2 separate regions of the Zea mays genome follow, and region 2 is linked to region 1. The links are chromatin contacts, called in public Hi-C maps. All regions are on one chromosome and are shown on one strand. Each heading gives the region's core, a stretch centred on a gene start, on an enhancer-like site or on the middle of the called end of the contact. The rest is flanking DNA. Distances are from core to core; before and after follow the strand shown. Region 1 holds the start of LOC100281479 (protein binding protein). Region 2 holds the start of LOC107548104.

Region 1 (6,452 bases), core at 2,766-5,265:
TGAAAGAGACCCGGCCTTTGTGGCCTCCTCAACGGGGAGTAGGTTTGCGAGAACCGAACCTCGGTAAAACAAATCCGCGTGTCACACTCCTTATTCGCTTGCGATTTGTTTTGCGCCCTCTCTCGTGGACTCGATTATATTTCTAACGCTAACCCGGCTTGTAGTTGTGTTTATATTTGTAAATTTCAGTTTCGCCCTATTCACCCCCCTCTAGGCGACTTTCATATTCATGTTGCAAATTCTACAAGATTAACTTGCACTGCGTTTACCAAACCACAAAGATGACACATTTACTATAATGTGTATACCATCCTTCAGCTATGACCCTACATGCTTCCCTTCAAACATATTTAAAATTATTGGCTACAACTCCTACATTTGTATGATACCTCTTATTCAAGAACCTTTCTAAATGAAGCTAAAATAATACACTATTTTTTGTAGGTCCGTAAGAATCTTACGTATCCACCAATTACCAATCCAGAGAGGATGATATTGATGAATAAATCACGAAGGTACAATTTTAATTTTTTGTTACTAACATGCCATATTTCTCTCTTTTGCCTAAGCTTCTTATGTTCATATCATAACAATTTCACTTTCGTACAATCCTACTATACTTTTAGTTGCAAACAAAACAAATTAATGAACATCTTGACTTCTTTACAACTACCTTCCATATGTGCAGTTTGCAATAGTGCCTAATGAGAAAGGGGTCCAACAGATACAATTGAATCACCACCCAAAGGATTACATTCTCAAGCATAATCTCACAATCTCTTATACATTTACACATGTACCCTCTTTTTTGTGCCTTTGTGCCTAATTTTTTAAAAGATACGGTTTCATTTTCCAGTTCAATTGAACTGAATTAACAAGATTCTTCTTTCTCATGTGTCCACATGTTGCAGAGCATTCTATGTTATATTTAAGATCATCTTTAGTTTAATGCCATGCAATTTTATTCTCAACATTGATACATTCTTCAGACATTTCACCACATTACACACCTCTACAAACATTTCTATCTTTCTGAAACAACATTGACCCTCTTTTTTTGTAGTTACATTTTTTAGAGATATAGTTCCATGTTCCTGTTCAATTGAACTGGGTTCATGCAGCTATGGGCATAATTTAGTTCAATGCAGTAATTAAATATGTGAAAAATTAAGCAGTAAGCTATTATTATTGTTTTCATATAGCTACATGGCCTCTACATACTTTCTGAGAACGTGTTCCGATAACAATTATGAACATCATTTTATAGCTTTTAATCATTTTCTTTTTCCCCAGCACATTACTAAAGAACTCTATACTGAAACTACTTTAACTGCATACTAAAATTGTTTACCTATAGTTTCCGTCAAAGTTGTGGATACCACAACCTGGAAGAGTTGGTGGTAGATTTTTCATCAAGTATGAAATGTCTGTGATGCTGAGCTGGGTGCTTGGTGGCAACAGGTGCATACCAAAACTATTAATTACTAGCATGTGTTCCTGTTTCAAGCACATATGCAATAGTAATAGGTTTCCATTAGTTTAAATGTCCATGCAAAAAAGTAAACACCACCTAGACTTTATTCTTAGTCTTCCATTATCACATCCGTACTCATCATGCACATGAAACTTTCCATTTTGTATAGCTCAAAAGGTAGAAGGAAGACCTTTAAGTTGCCCACTTTCTGACAAGGTATGTTATCATAGTAACTGTGAAATTGATATAGGACCAATATTTGATATTTGCTGGCATCTAGCATCACTCTAAAGGCACATGACGAGATTTATCGATGATGAGTCGTTGGAAGAAGCAATAAGTGGATAGTACATTCTTTGTTTCTTATTTATGTATAAATTAAGATCACATAAACGGATTTAACACCGCGCGCAGGGCGTGCGGCAATACACTAGTATTTTAAATGTTTGGAAGGGTCCTTGGCTATCTAGGGATTTCTCAGGATATATTTGGCAGCAAAGAAAAAAAACTCGACCTGCGAAAAGTAAGACAGCCCCCGAGCATTATATTAAGAAGAAGACCTTCTCACACATGTCGAGAAAACCACTGAACCCCTGCCTCACCCATACACAGCGGCATCGAAAGCCCATGTGACAACGACCATGACTGGGGCTGAGCTTTAGACCTGTGCTTTGACATGGGACAGACGAGGGGATTTTTTAACCACAGCCTGAAATTCGCTCCCACGGAGAGTCGAACCCAGGACCTGAGGAGTGCTACTCAGACCACCTAACCAACTCAGCTAGAGGCCCTTTCGCAGCAAAGAAAATAAAGAGGATTAGAGGGCTAAAATTGACTTACTATTTAATTTTAAATAAAAACAATTTTAGTCTCTCCAATTTCATTGAATCATCTTACTCACAAACAAGCTCTCAATGGGTCCAATCCCACCATGAGGTACCAGCTCGGTTGCACATGTATTTGAGCTCATAGATCCTATCTCTGGAGGCTGGGATTATGAACTGGTGGAAGAGATTTTTTTTATCAAATCGTAAGTCGATTCTTGCCTTACCGGTGAGAGAAGGGAGACGTGAGCAAGACATATAATCATGGTTTTTATTTCTTTTCCTTTTTCGATAGAGATATATTGTCTGCATCTACCGTGTAACTGTCGACATAAAAAGAGAGCAAATCCACCACGCAAGACATAAAGTATTATCCTATACTGAAAGCCCGGACATGCATATGTTATCTTGTGTATTATAATCTAATGAACAAACATTGGTGATTTTTTTGTCTTTAAAACTCTACTGGTATAGTACCCGTACGTTGACGACACATAAATATTTGATAAAATATTAGCCAAGCAATATATATTTTATCATCGACCTTAATATCTCACAAACTATTTACCAATAACCAATATAAAAATAAACTTGGAATCCAGATCGCCTTATAAAACTAAACTATGAATCCGAATCGCCTCCTCTCCTATCTCTCGGCTGTTCAACCATGCATCGCCAGCGACGACGCCTTCTCCTCCCCTCGGTTGTTCTTGCCCCACCGTTTGAAGAGGCCCAGGGCGATGGAGATTTGCGGCAGCGGTTCGAAGCGCTTGTCGACGAGGGATGGTAAAGGCGACATCGCGGTTGGGGCACAACGATGGGGCTGGCGAGTCAGAGGCCAGTGAGATGTAATAAGTCTAATTAGTACATGATTTGTTAACATAATGCTACAACAAACATAGCTAATCATGGATTATTAATTAGGCTAAATTTTTATCTTATTATTTAGTCTTCATCTATCATGGATTATTAATTAGGCTTAAATTTTTTTGTCTTATTATTTACTCTTCATCTTATATTTAAGTAGACTATATTGAATACTTATATTTAACATCTAAATGTTTAATGTGACACATACTAAACTTTAGTCCTCAAAACCAAACACCCTCAGTTTCCTCCAACACTCTATTTGTCGGCAAGACTCAGGAATTTTTCTACAATAATTGATGCAACATAGTTATTTTAAAACAACATAACAGCATTTTTGGTGGGAGTGGAATGCAAGGAAAGGCAAATTTCAAATATAAGGGAAATGAACAATTCGAATGGTGTCAAGAAAAGCTATGCTTATTTGGTCTAAAAACAGTTGATGTTTTAGGTTTAGTCGCGAAAATTTAGGGAGACAGAAAATAGAGATATAGCTACATTAGAACAAAAAAATGTGTTGACTGAAGAAAATTATGCATTGAGAAATGAAAATAATGATTATTTTATAATAAAATTTGAATCCTTTAATATTACGTACTTTTTTTGGACGGAGAAAGCATAAATTATTTTAGAATAGCGACGGTATAAATGATTTATGCTATCGAGGGAATTCGTTTAAAAATAACGGAGCACCGTCTGTCGGAGTGGCACGGCCGGCCCAGAGTACAGCGTCTTCTTTTACAAGTACTATTCTGGTGATAGCAGTGTGGTTGGCAGTGCCGACTGCCGAGGAATAGATGGAGTCACACAAATGGCACTGACACACACTTGACCTCCCGGTGACGCAGCGCCGACCGCGCACACACTCCCCAGACTCCGCAGGGACCCAACGCAGCGGTCAAACAAAGGCAGCGGCAGCCGGCCGGCAGCGGCAACGGCGTAACTCCCAAGTCACCTCCGCCTCGGGCTCCAAAAATCCCCACCCGACCTCGAGACTGAGCGGACCGACGGTGATGTCGTCGTCGGTGCCCCCGCCACCGCCCCAGCAGGAGCTGGAGTCGCCCTCCGCCGGCGGCGACAAGGTCCTGGCCGCAGCGCAGCACATCGTCAAGTCCCTCGCCACCTCCAAGAACGCCGCTGACGACATGATCCGCATACTCTCCGGCTTCGACAACCGCCTCTCCTCCATCACCAACGACCACCTCTTCCCCTCCCCCGACCTTACCGCCGCCTCCGCCTCCGAGATCTCCGCCGCCGCCGCCTCCTTCGACGCCGCCGACCAGCTCATCCAGCTCTGGGACGCCACCCCGGACGCGCTCGTCTTCGAGGCCCCCGAGGACGACATCGCGCAGTACCTCGCGGCCGTGGACGTCGCCATCGACCACCTCGCGCGCGGCGGCCCCGGCGGCGCGCGGGCCGGCGTCGCCGTCCAGCTCGCCATGGTGCGCCTCGAGGAGGAGCTGCGCCACCTCATGGTCCGCCACGCCGTCCCCATCGACCCCACGGGCCTCTTCTTCTCGCTCCGCCGCCTCTCGCTCGAGTCCATGGACGACCTCGACGCCTGCCCCGACTTCGACGCCGCCACGCCGCACAGCCTCGACGCCACCCCCGCCGGCCCGGAGACCGCGCGCGGCGCCTCCCTCGGATCTAACCCCTTTGAGGACCAGGTGTTCGATCCCGTGCGCCCCGAGGCCGTCGAAGACCTGCGCGCCATCGCCCACCGGATGGCGCGCGCGGGATACGCCCGCGAGCTCGCCGACGCCTACTGTGGCATCCGCCGCGACCTGCTCGACGAGTACCTCTCCGTGCTTGGCGTCGAGCGCCTCAGCATCGACGATGTGCAACGCATCGAGTGGAAGCTGCTCAACGACAAGATGAAGAAGTGGGTGCACGGGGTCAAGACGGTCGTGCGCGTGCTGCTGGCTGGTGAGCGTCGCCTCTGTGACCAGGTGCTCGATGCGTCTGATGAACTTATGGATGCGTGCTTCCTTGAGTCCACCAAAGGATGCATTATGCAGATTCTTAGCTTTGGGGGTGCCGTGGCGGTGTGCCCCCGCTCGCCAGAGAAGGTCCCTCGGATCCTTGACATGTATGAGGCACTTGCAGAGGTGATCCCTGAAATGAAGGACTTGTGCATAGGAAGTTCTGGGGATGGCGTGATCAGTGACGTGCAAGCCATTCTTGATAGGCTTGGGGATGCCGTGAGGGGTAACCTGTTTGAGTTTGGGAAGATGTTACAGCAGGAGACCTCAAGGAGGGCGATGGCAGCTGGAGAGATCCACCCAATGACACGCTATGTCATGAACTATTTGAGGTTGCTGGTTGTTTACAGTGAGACACTTGATGCACTCTTGGCCGATGACAGCAGTGATCATGATACTTTCAGAAGTTCTGATGATCAGGATCAGGAACACTTGGAGAGAATGACCCCTTTTGGAAGGCGTCTTCTGAAGCTGATATCTTACCTGGAGGCCAATTTGGAGGAAAAATCTAAGCTCTATGACGATGCTGCCCTGGAGTGCATATTTGCCATGAACAATTTGCTCTATATTGTTCAGAAGGTAAAGGATTCAGAGCTGGGGAAGGTTTTGGGTGATCACTGGATAAAGAGGCGGAGTGGCAAGATTCGACAGTATTCAAAGAGCTACCTAAGGGTTTCGTGGACGAAGCCTTTGTCTTATTTCAAGGAAGATGGACATGGCAGTGGGAGTGGGAGTGGCAGTGGCAGTGGCAGCGGCAGTGGGCATTCAAGTTCGAGGATGTCCATCAAGGAAAGGTTCAAAAACTTCAACATGGCCTTTGAGGAAATTTACAGGAACCAGACACTCTGGAAAGTTCCAGATCCTCAGCTCCGGGAAGAACTGAAGATATCAATATCTGAAAACGTGATTCCAGCTTATCGTGCTTTTCTGGGCAGATATGGCAATCAAGTGGACGGGGGAAGAAATCCAGGAAAGTATATAAAGTACACACCGGAAGATTTGGAGAGCCAGCTATCCGATTTATTTGAGGGATCACCAGTGTCTGCCAATCACTCTAGGAGAAGAGCATAGTTCGTGGTTGGCCGGATCCATGTTGCAGGTACGATTTTGTTTTGATGGGTTGATATTGATGAACTTTTGTACACAGCGCATCTGTTGATTGGATGCTTGTTCCCATAGTAGTCACTACAGTACTGTAATACAAGATGTGAACCTTTTGATATGCTTACTACTGCATAGTGTGAACTAAGGAATGCTGTACATTTGTTGTCCTGTCGTGAATTGCAATCTGTGCTGACTAGTTCA
Region 2 (6,452 bases), core at 1,863-4,362, 630 kb after region 1:
GCAGTCCTTTCTTTGCTAGGCGGTCAGCTGTCCAGCAGCGACCGTGAGCCACAAGCCACATGCAGCGCTGCTGCATCTCCTCCCTCAGTTCATGCAACCACGCACACAGGTGCAGGCGCGCAGCACCACTCTCCCTCCCTCGGTGATGCTCTTGGCTGCACACCCTCAGCCTGCCCTCCGCTCTCCTTCAGATCCCCATCTCAATCAACCGCCGCCTCAGTTGCAGATGACCCAGGCAGCACCAGATTTAGTGGAGATGAGCAAGGAGGCAGCTGCATGGCCTTTCCCTATAGTTTTCCTCTGTTTTGCCTCCAGGCTCCATTCCATGGATATCTTGCTACTTTTGGCTAGGTATCAAGGATGCCTTACTCCCTGCAAGCGCCTCGTCGCCTAGGAGAAGCCGTAAAAACACTGCACAGTATCATTCATGGGGAGCAATCCATAGCAGTTCATTCTAGATTCTAGAATGCACAAACTTCCGAGGTTACCATGCTCAGAATCTAAAACTTCAACTAACATTATAAAAGCTAAATGTTAAGTCACCAATAACAGTTTAATTTGGTTACTCATGTGAAACTGCATATATTCTCATTAGCCAAATTAAATTGTTAAGATGTGTTCCAGGTAAGAAGTCAGCAAAATCTTATGGAACAATTTATGGAACTCTCATTCGAGAAAAAAAACAATTTATGGAACTCTGTTCAACACCATTCAAAAGCCTACACAGGCTTACTAATAATATAGCACAAAGGAATCATGTTAATAAGCACAAAGGAATCAGGAAAAAAAATAAAACCTTGAATTTGTACTTCGAGTTGCCTGATGCTGGTGACCTCATGTTAATAAGCAACTAAAACAATAGATCCGTCAAACATCTTTATCATCTCAGAAACTGGTTTACTAGTATTTCTACTACAGAAATTCCAATGAAGTAACCATGGTGACCCCTTCCTAAAGAAAAAATATTCTCTAAAGCATCCAAAAACCAAAGGTTTCGTTACAATCAAAATATTACGATGATCTGTTTTATTGCTGTTCCGGTTAGTGTTTTCATTCTGGCCTCAGTTTAGGCCTTTCCCACTTGATGTTGATGAAACACTGATCCACATATATTGGCATTAAGTGACAGAGCCAAAAGAATATATTGATAAGCCCATTCAGCATGTGCTTGTCCCGTATAAGGATCGTTCTGTATAGAAAGCAAAGAACAGAGTAATGATGAATTTCAGGTACTAAAAATTCCTTTTGTTATAGATGAAAGAACTAGATAAGGGTAAACAAGGTGCAAGAGGAGAAAGTTTTATCTGTTACTACGAAATATTTATGGGTAGACCTAATGAGCAGAAAAAGTATATTCTTATTTACCACGAATTAGAAAAAAAAAAAGGTTGAAGGAGGAATTCTTTGGAGATAACCCACATGAACATGAACCCAACCGGAATCAGTTCTATTGTAGTGGAGGAAAGTTAAGGTTGTTCAGTGAAGAGACTTGCAGAACAACAAGAAACAAGAGTGATAGTGACGCAGGGGATGAGAGCTTTGTGCCACAGGCAATAGAAGTACAAACCAGAAAATGCCAAAAAAAAATGGACACATCTAATAGTTATGAGGCCCATGTGAGAAGAGTGACACAACTAGCACAATATTTGAGTAAACCAAACTCTTCAGTACTACGAAAAAGAGTAAACCGAACTTCCATAGCTGTCTGACATAGCTCCCTCGAATTGTAAAGTACCTTTTGATATCATATAGCAATACAAGTTCAGGGACCAGTGTAGTACATGGAAGCTCCAATAAGGGTCATCACTACTATCAGAAAATTATTGTGAGATGTGAGAAGAAATGGTATATCAACAAAACCGATTGTGGCTCATTGCCTCATTGAATGGGTTAAAGATAGTAACTTCGATATTTAGCATAACAAAACAGTAAAATACATAGATTGAAAACAGCTAAGTGCACCTCAGATTTCCATGAAACAGCTTGTAAACACACTCACATGCAGCCTAGTTAACATGAACCCTTTTTTCCATCTAAGGCTTGTTCGGTTATTCCCATTTCACGTGGATTGGATGGGATTGGAAAAAAAATATGAAGAACTTTGAGTCTTTGACTTGTTTGGGATTTAAACCCACTCAATCCCGCTCAATCCACATGGATTGAGATCAAACAGAACAGGCCCTAAATGAGTCAGAGATTAACTTAACGTGGCTAGTGTAATTGGATAGCTCTAGCTACAAGAGCATTGTTCTACTTGTAGCTAAGTACACTAACTAGAGAAAAGAATCATGGAAACACGGTCCAAGCTCCATAAGAACCGGCACACAGTAACAATTCATACGAGAGAAACCATGGAATAGAGCAAATACCAATTCCAATTTGCACACAAAATTCGTAAATCATTCAGGTCAACTCTTCAGAAACACAAATACACAATGGTTCAGTTCAGGATCAAGCTGAGAAAGGCATCACCAAATTACAAGCCACGCCCGATTCTTCACTACAGAGCCGAAACAAAAATAGTCCCGCTGCGTCCTAGATCACGTAAGGAGTTCAGGAAACAGTCCTAGGCCTAGCAACCAGATCTAGCATTTTGAGTGATGACGATTACCTGTGGGAGCCGTCCATGCGGCATGGAGGACGCATCGCTCCTGTACGTTGGCGCAGAAGCCGAGCGTGATCTTGTTGAGGTCCCCCCGCAGGACGGCGCCGCTCCAGACGGAGGCGCCGTCGTGGACGGTGACCTGGCCGGCAAGCACGGCCTCGGGGGCTACGTAAGCGTCCACGGCCACCTTGGGCATCCATTGTCCCAGCGGAACAAGCTTCCTCTGCCCGCGGTAGTCCCACCGCACCCGATCCGCGCCCACGGCCGCGGCGCCGGCCGCGCTGGGCGGCGGCGGCGGGGCGGATGCCGCGACAGAGGCTGTGGAGGTTACTGAGAGGAGGCGCCGGAGGGAGGGCGCCGCGGCGGTAGCGGAAATGGTGGCGCGTCGGGAGAGGCGCGCGAGGGAGGTGGCCGCCATGGTGGTGGACTGGTGGTAGTCGCCGGAGGTGGAGAGGTGCGGCCGTGCGCCTGGGGGAGTGGGCGGAGCGTGTGATGGGTTCGTGCGGACACTCACGACCATCTGGTGGGCCGGATGTTTGGGCTGGGCTGTTAGCCTGTTACGTTCAAATTGGCCTGCGCAGTGTGAATGTGTGGTCCAGTTATAGACGGTCAAATGGGTCGTAACTGTCGGTCCGAGATACGACCCATTTAATAGTATCGAGGTATATATTGTGACTTTTTAACATATGGTCAGCCAAGTTCAAACGGTGGGAGAATGGGAAACGGTTTGATGCCAATAAACGCAATGTGTTAAGGGCAACAGTGTTTTTCTCCGTCCCCCGCAATGGTACAGTATAGGGATATTTATAGGTAACCGAGGGCCGACCCTGTCTCGCCAAAGACGAGTGTACCCTCAGTTACCTATGTTATCCCTAGAATATTCCCCTAGGTGGGTTATGACGGGTCATTACAGCGTAATCAATTACAAACATGGGCGGTCCATCAGCCCTGCCAGCATGGCGGCCTACGATCGGGACAGGACCCTGTAACATGGGCCGACTATACATGGCCATCTCAAAGAAGAAAGCTCACTCGGTCTAAGTGACCGTTCGAGAGAGGGAAATGGTTGAAAGAGACCCGGTCTTTGTGATCACCTCAACGGGGACTAGGTTCTTTGGAACCGAACCTCCGTAAAATAAATCACTGGGTCATCCGCTTTATTTCTTGGTTGATTTGTTTTCCCCTCTCTCCCAGACTCTGATTTTATTCTAACGCTAACCTCGGCTTGTAGTGTGTTTAAAGTTGTAAAATTCAGTTTCCGCCTATCCACCCCCCTTAGGCGACTTTCAGGCTTCATACTCCAAAGTCCATCAGTAACCCTAAAGTTCTGTCTAATTTTGGATCTAAGAGTTAGGCTTCCTTCCCCTTAAGTGTGTGACCTTATAGGTTCACATACATATAGACATGGCCCAAGTACTCTTACTTGGCCCAATAAATGACAGCGGCCTCTAGCAAGACATGTCAACTCCTATGCGCACGTAAAGATCATATCAGACGAACCATTGCAACAATACATACATGATGTTCCCTTTGTCTCACGATATTTGGTCTGGCTCTAAGCTGACCTCTCTTTCTCGATAACGTGAATTAGAATCCTTTCATTTGTTAACACTTAACCCTGGCACGGCTATGCAATTCTTGATCCAATCACTTGAGGGGCCCAAAAATATCTCTCTCAAGAAGAGAGGGACAAATTCTATCTTGACTGACCATGCCTCAGCATGATTCCTGATAAACCCAAAACTACCTTTATAACTACCAAGTTACGGAGTAGCGTTTAATAGTCCCTAAGTAAGTCAATTCACATCTTGAGAACATACAACAATCTCAGGTATAAGGACACAATATACATGTTGCAAAAGAGAACTATATTACAATCTCATGTTGGGTCGGTCAGCCTCATGTCATACATGCGCCCACATTGTTACTTTAACATCTCCATGTCCATGACTTATGAAATGTAGTTATCAACTAATACATGTGCTAGTCATCGACTCTAACTAGGGACATCATTTAGAATGACCATACAAGTAAAGAATCTCACAAACAATTTACATAATTGCTAATTAATACAAGGTGTCTTTCATGGATATTCAATTAAACAATATATATCATGGATACAAAGAAATATGCTCATCTTTATGATTATCTCTAGGACATATTTCTAACACTTGTTAGCAAGGACCGTCCGGGATTAGATTAGTTCGAGCGAGAGTCTGGATTTGTGGATTTGTTGCGAAATATTGCTCGTTTATTGCGTTATATTTACTTCGCTTAGGATAAGGTCCAGACCTCCTCCCCTAAATAAGAAAGGGCACGACCGATTAAGATACACAATCCAATTGAACCAATCTATTTACATTACTTAATTATATGTATACCCCAATCCAATCGAACCAATCTATTTACATTACTTAAGTATATGTATGCCCTAGGTCCGTCTAGTTGTAGTTACCCAATCTCAATATTCACCTCTTCAGCTCCATGTCGTATAGAAGCGTTTTAGGTGGCCTGCTAATCCTAAAACAACTCTACTATCTCTCTTATCTCTCCTCCCTAATAGATCCCTCCTAAAAGACGTGATCTAGGTTCAACACGAAACCCTCTGCACATAATGGTTCGCCAACACATGGACAGTCCGTGTGCATGTAGAGAAGACCAGAGTTCTCTATACTATCATGAACGTTTCAATGCCCAATCGCAGACCATCTAGTGACCTACAACAGACGCTCTTCTGTCAGCGTCATGGACAATCCGCCAGCTCGAGAAAACTCCCCAAAGTTCTACATTCCTAGGGATCGTTAGTATTTAGCAAAAAGACGACAACAATAACTTAACCTATAACCATGTATAACTAATCAGTTTCAACCAGTTTCAACTTTGTAAAACCCACGTAACTAAATTTCCTTCACACTCATAACCTTCCTAAATTCACTAAACAAATTGTACCCACACATAACACGCCCTTAAATCCAAGAGTTCAGATCACTGCATAACCCATCTCTTTAGAGCAACTTCAATAGTTCTCTAAAAAACTTCTCTAATCAGTATTTTAGAGAGTTTGGCTAAAAACACCTCTCCAACAATTCTCTAAATTAACTTCTTAAATTTAGCCACTTCGGTTTTAACCTCATTTGTTCTCCAAATGTGGCTATACTATCCCAACTCCCGAAAGTATTGTGCCACCATTTTTTTTGTTCCACGCCATTTTTCTACTGGTACAGTGGTACTGTCTCTATTCCCAAAAGGCAAAGATGAGATGAGGACTGACAGTTTTCAGGACGTTGCAGCAAAATATTCGTGCGAACCTTTGTTGGTAGATACAGGGAAAAAAGATGTGGCACAACCTTTGTTAGTTTCTAGCAAAAATCGATCACAGGTAGCACAAAGTAACGATGGCACGAGGCCTCTGATGGTGTAGGGTTTTATACGGGAGTTTTTCTATTCAATTAAAACAGATAGACCCACTAAATACATTTAGAACAGATTTACCTCCCTACGTATCAGGAACTATTGGAGACCAAGTATTTTTTTCCTTCGAAAATTAATTTACCAACTTACTAAACATCTATTTAGGGAGCTATTTTTTAAAAAACTATTGGAGTTGCTCTTATTACTCAAATCCAATGTCCAATATTATTTAGATCATTCTTCCTCTCTCATCCCACACCGCACAGTAACCACACATAACCATAGGCATCACCTGCGACTCTATCACGTTCCCCACCTTCCGGACTCTATCACCTTCCCCTTCCGAGGATCATGGTGTTTAGACTAGTCACCCCAAGATCATAGGGGGTATTTGGTTTAAGGAATCCCTCTATCCAAAATGAGGTAGAGCTAGGTC

Evidence for each region. Hi-C and Micro-C count contacts between places; a contact is called where the count stands out from the background.
Region 2: a contact with region 1 is called in a Hi-C map of endosperm, with 2.3 times the contacts expected there. The contact joins the promoter of LOC107548104 here to the promoter of LOC100281479 in region 1. A contact is called at or near these places in 2 of 25 Hi-C or Micro-C datasets (bundle sheath and endosperm).

What each region holds. Positions count from the first base shown.
Region 1 is chr5:166,556,810-166,563,261 of Zm-B73-REFERENCE-NAM-5.0, forward strand. It overlaps LOC100281479 (protein binding protein), which reads left to right and starts at 4,016. Exons shown (of 1, transcript NM_001154397.3): 1 at 4,016-6,452. The coding sequence starts at 4,179. The coding sequence ends at 6,218.
Region 2 is chr5:167,191,960-167,198,411 of Zm-B73-REFERENCE-NAM-5.0, forward strand. It overlaps LOC107548104, which reads right to left and starts at 3,113. Exons shown (of 2, transcript NM_001323021.1): 1 at 2,612-3,113. The coding sequence starts at 3,023.